Regions from separate parts of the Gossypium arboreum genome. Here region 2 is linked to region 1. Evidence: chromatin contacts called from public Hi-C data. All regions are on one chromosome and are shown on one strand. Each heading gives the region's core, a stretch centred on a gene start, on an enhancer-like site or on the middle of the called end of the contact. The rest is flanking DNA. Distances are from core to core; before and after follow the strand shown. Region 1 holds the start of LOC108486421 (protein BRASSINOSTEROID INSENSITIVE 1-like). Region 2 has its middle 9.4 kb from the start of LOC128284054.

Region 1 (2,700 bases), core at 38-2,537:
GCTTATTTGAAGAAAGATCCAGCTCAACAAGGCCTGAACAACCTTCTGTGAGATACACTGGAATCTCTCCTTCAAACTTATTTAATGCTAAATAAAGGCGCCGTAATTTGGAAGTTGGCAAAGCTGGAATCGGCCCCGAAAACTGATTGTTTGATAGGTTCAAGAACTCTAAGTTCACACACGAAGAAATTGCATGGGAAATATCACCAGAAAACTTGTTGGTAGATACATCAAGATGTTCCAAAGCTAAGCAGTCTCCAAATGAAGGAGTCCCCACTGAGAAATTGTTGGATGAAAAATCCAAAAACTGCAACTTTCCGCAATTCGACACATTTATTTCACCACTAATCTTGTTTCCTTTCAAAGCCAAGAGCTTCAACTCAGAGCAACCACCATAAAGAATCCAAGGAACCACGTTTTCACCAGATAGCTTGTTGAAAGAAAGATCCAGAGCTTCCAAACTTAGCTTCAAACCCCTGGATTCTTTACCCGAAAACTCAAGGCTATTGCTTGATAGATTGAGAACCTTCAAGTTTGTGCAAGAACCCAAGTTGGAAACAGTTGAAAGAGGACCCGACAAGGTGTTTTGAGATAGATCTAAGGTGGTCAACAGGGAGCTACACTTGGACCCAGAAGGGAAAGAAATGTTGCCAGAGATATTGGCCTTCAACAAAGAAAGGGATTCCAGGTTTTGCAGGGATAAAAGGAAAGCAGCAACAATATGAAAATCAATGCTCAATGCTGTGTAGCTGAGATTAATAGAGGAAACTTTGGAATCTTGGCATGTAACACCTTTGAAGCTACAAGGGTCTTGGTTAGCAACCCAGCTTTGAAGAAGAGATGGGTCAAGCAAGCTGGCTTTGAAGTTAAGAAGTGGCTGAGAATCTCTGTTTTTGGAAGAAGCAGAAGCAGCAGCTTCGAGGGAGATAAGAAAGGTGACGGAGAATGTAAGAATGAGGAGAGAAAAGTATGTTGTTGAGGCTAATGAAGGCCTCATATTTGTGGGAAATTTAACTTCTTTCGGACAAGAAAGAAAGAGGGAGAGAGGTGTTTTAGGATATGATGGGTGCCATTAGAGAGAAAGAAGAGAGCTTTGAGATCTGGTTTGAGAGAGAGAGAGAGATGGTGGTATTAATTTGGTTTGGGTTTGGGAAGAAAGAAATAATGGGAGTCAAAAGACAAGAGCAAAGATGGCAAGAAGGATGTATTATCAAAGTGGGGGAATGGAAACAGCTGTTGTTCACATGGCATGTGAGACACTCTCTCTTTCTTCAACAAGTTCAATTCTTGGATAACTAAATTAATATATTTAATCTAACAATTAAGTATGATTAAGTTAATGATTAAAATATTATGTTTGTCTCTCTAGATGGGTGATTAAGTGTATGAGATTAGGGGATGGATGGGTCTCTCCTTATCTTCTACTTATAATAACTTTCCTTTTTCTTTTTGACTTAATATTTAATATAATTCTATACTAAACATAAACTTTTTATTGTAGTTTCTTAGAGTTTCATCCCTACTTTACTAAAACTAAAATTTTAGTTTAATCAAATAACACATTTAAATATTTTTATTAAATCGTTAACTTAAAATTCGGGCAATTCAACCTAAAAATTAATATTCCAATCATTTATATATAACAAATTAATAAAACTAAGCAATTAAATCCGTATGTTTATCAACAATGAATTTAACTTTTCACTTTTTATTAAGTATTAAATATCTTGATTAATTAAAATAAAGAGATTAATTTGGTATAAAAATCATAATTACATTATAATAGAAAATTGGGAATAAAAATCATAATTAGACTATAATGAAGGCAACGTAGGTCATAATATTATCTAATAATTCTAAAACTTATATAAATTTTATTTCACATTATAGAGAAATTTAAAACTCCTATTTAGTTTATTAATAAAATGTCATGTTTTCGTAGAAAAATATCATGATATAATTAGTTGAAAATATATAGCTATATGTTATCAAGTTTTTATGTTTGTTCTAGAAAAATAATTCTAAAAAAAATGTTTTGATTTGGTTAAGTCTTAGGATTCTTGTCATTTTCCTACACTTAGAACACTATTAAAGTGATTGTTTATAAAATTAGCCTGAAAAGGATTATTTATTATTACATAATAAAGAGTTAAACCAATTAAATTTAAAATTGATGAGATTGGTTTCACTATTAATTTAATTTTAAAATTTTAATTAAAATTTATTATTAAATTTATTAGTTTGAAATTTTAAAATTAAAAAACACTTAAAAATATTGTAAAATAAGACAATAAATTTAAATTTAACAAAAATTTAAACAATATTAATAATTAAATTTATATTTTAAATAAAAATATAAATAATGAAATACAGAATTAATTCTCAAATATAAAAATGACATGGGAAGTTGGAAAGTATTTTAACATAAATTCTATTGTAATTTTTGTTTATTATTCACTCGCTATCATTATCTTATTCTAATGTTAAAAAGAAAGAAAGAGAAAACTTGTTAGACTGTTTGTCTCTCTAGCTTTTGAAGCGTACGTGTGATAAAGGATTGATCCATCACTGTCAATTAATTGGAGATTCCCAATCTCTTAATTTAATAGGACTTCTGTTTTTGGTCACGAGGATTAATCAAAAGTCATTTTGGCATTTATGTACCTGTAATTTTAAATTTGACCACTCCTTTTCCTTTCT
Region 2 (2,838 bases), core at 132-2,631, 460 kb before region 1:
CAACTAAGATTAAATTATTACAATTGGAGTCATTTGAATTACAACAACAGAAATAAAATATTTACATTTAAATTTTCAATAAAATTCTATTCTATCTATATCGCCCGTAACCCATTACGACTAGAAAATTAAGATTAAACTAAATACACCTTAGAATCACAAGTGCCATTTACTACATTGATAATTTTAATAGTAGCCAACGAGAAAAGGATTCATTTCCCCCCTACTTTTGTGTTGATAGCAAAATAATTAGAGGGGTAGGACCCTCAACTTTCAGTAGTCATCTCTTTCTCGTTCCCTCGTGTGGCATTGATCCATTTTCTTTTCTTTCATCTCCCCCTTCCTTTTGTACTTTACATTTATTTTTTAAACAAGAAAGGACAAATAAGAGTGTGAGAGACCCACTCGTTGCCCTTTTCCTAAAATCATTATTTTAAAAGGTACAGAATTCATTTCAAGGTTGATTTAACTAACTGCTAGTTTTCCATTTACTTTTATATCAAAGGTATGGTGAACAAATATTTTTAAAAATTTCAATTTAAAATTTAAAATTTAAAATTTAATTATTGTCATCAAAAGTTGCTTTTTAAAATTAAAATTTTCATTTTAAAGATGATATTATGAATTAAAAATATACAATTGAATAATATTCAAATCTATTAATTAAAAAATTTATTGTAATTCATTTTAAATATTTTATATGAAATATAAATTTTAAATATTTTTAAATAATTAATATTAATTATTTATAAAATTTAATTTGAATATGTAAATTAAAATATAATTATTACAAATTTAAATATATAATTTTATATATTTAAAATAAATTTTAATATCAAAATAATTGTGTACCCAATATAAATATTACATAAAATACATTAAATTATAAAGAAATTTAAAAAATGTCATTTTACTCAAAAGTGTTTTTTCAAAGTCAATTTTAAAAATAAAAATTTTGCCATTAGATTCAAAATTTCTTTGTTTAATATATACATATATATGACTCCAAATGCATTTTATCTAAAAGCACTTTAAAAATAACAATAAAAATCATTAAAAGCAATGAAAAACTTAATAATCTGAATAAATCTTTTATTACTTCATCTGATTCTCAATTTTGATAATAAAATAAACATCAATAGCATCCATTATTAAAAAAAAAATCGTCCATTCTTTTAACCCTATTTAAACTTAACTCCACCGTTAATTAATCATTAAGACATTAGAAAAATAACATATCATATCCAGCCTTAAAAGGATAAAAATGAGAAGAAGAAATAAAGTTTAGATTTTCTCTTTATAATTAATCATTCCTTTATTTTATCCTGTGCCCCTAAAACAGTGGGCCCACTCAGCCATTCAAGCTAGGGCCTCTAATTATTGTGTGCATATGTTACCACACGTGTGGGGTCCTTTTTTTTCTCTCTTTTTAAGTTATTATTATGAATTATTTAAAGAATTAGGTAAATTACAAAAATAGTCACTTTTGTTTGCCTCAAATTATAATTTAGTCACTTATATTTGAAATGTTACGTTTTAGTCACTTATGTTATCGTTTTATTACAAAGTAATCACTTTAACGTTAAATTCTGTTACCTCCCTAACAACAGTCTTACACGGCAGTCTAAATGAGTTTTAAATGCCAACTTGGATGTCCTACGTTGTAGTCCAAATTAAATTTATTTAATTAAAAATTTATTTTTATCCCAACAACTGGATATCTAAGTTGGCATTTAAAACCCATTTGGACTGTCACGTAGGACTGTCGTTAGGGAGGTAACGGAGTTTAACGATGGAGTAACCATTTCGTAACAAAACGATAACGTATGTGACTAAAACGTACCATTTCATACATAAATGACTAAAATGTAATATGAAGCAAACAAAAGTGACTATTTTTATAATTTGTCCTAAAGAATTTCAGTTGAGTTAGTGTTAGTTATCATTTAGATTTTATTTAATTATAAAACTATTAAAATTATATTTTTACAAAACAAGAAATATTATTTTACAAGTATTCTTTTATATTTTTATATAAAATATAAAAATATATATTAATTTGAGCACAAAATATTATGATTTATCCATTTTAACGAAAGTTACATTTGGCTTTTTGTCTATTTTTATAAAATTATTATATAATTTTTTCACCAAGGTTGTGCCACAAACTAGTTATTTTATGTAATGTTTCAATGGTGAGTTTAACTATTTTATACCAGTCACTTCAGAAATTCGTTTGTAGTTTTGCCCTTCAGCCTTAAATTTTGGTAAAGTAAATAATTAATTTTATAGTTTACATATCATATGGATATATAATAAAATTTGGCTTAAATGATAAATTTATACTTAAATTATATCTTTTATTTTATTTTGATTCTTATATTTTTTTGTCAAAACTAATACCTAAACTATAATTCATTACATATATTACCCTAATTGTTTGCTTCATTAAAAACACTTTTTAGACAATCATTTTGTGACATGACATTTATAAAAAATCCAAAGATGGTTAAAGTATTGCTTCTTTTGGCTTTTATAAAAAATCTTAAAAATAAATTTGTTTCTCTTAGATATATACTACTGCAAAATGAAATAATTAGCGTTGATAGGATAAATAAATTGAGCGTAAATAAATAAATAATCACTATGTCGTAGAAGAACCACTGCCGTAGATACAAATCCACCTTGATCGGTGTAATCGTGTAGTGGACGTTGCCCCTTCGAGGTTAACACAGTACTTCAATATTTGTACACCCAAATAAAAAAGGTGGAACACAAATGATAATTTCTCTTCTCAAATGTTATCAGAAAAGTAGTTTGAAAACTAAAGCTGAAAAC

Evidence for each region. A called contact is a pair of places that touch in the nucleus more often than the background predicts.
Region 2: a contact with region 1 is called in a Hi-C map of leaf, with 1.7 times the contacts expected there. The contact joins the enhancer-like site here to the promoter of LOC108486421 in region 1. A contact is called at or near these places in 2 of 5 Hi-C or Micro-C datasets (both in leaf).

What each region holds. Positions count from the first base shown.
Region 1 is chr11:74,750,861-74,753,560 of ASM2569848v2, reverse strand. It overlaps LOC108486421 (protein BRASSINOSTEROID INSENSITIVE 1-like), which reads right to left and starts at 1,287. Exons shown (of 1, transcript XM_017790474.2): 1 at 1-1,287. The coding sequence starts at 997.
Region 2 is chr11:75,206,589-75,209,426 of ASM2569848v2, reverse strand. No RefSeq gene overlaps it. Among protein-coding and RNA genes, the nearest start is that of LOC128284054, 9.4 kb to the left of the region's middle. Within about 2 kb of position 1,381, at least 1 of the 2 cell types and tissues checked has an H3K27ac peak or open chromatin away from gene starts, as enhancers often do. A contact at or near this core is called in leaf, where this site is marked.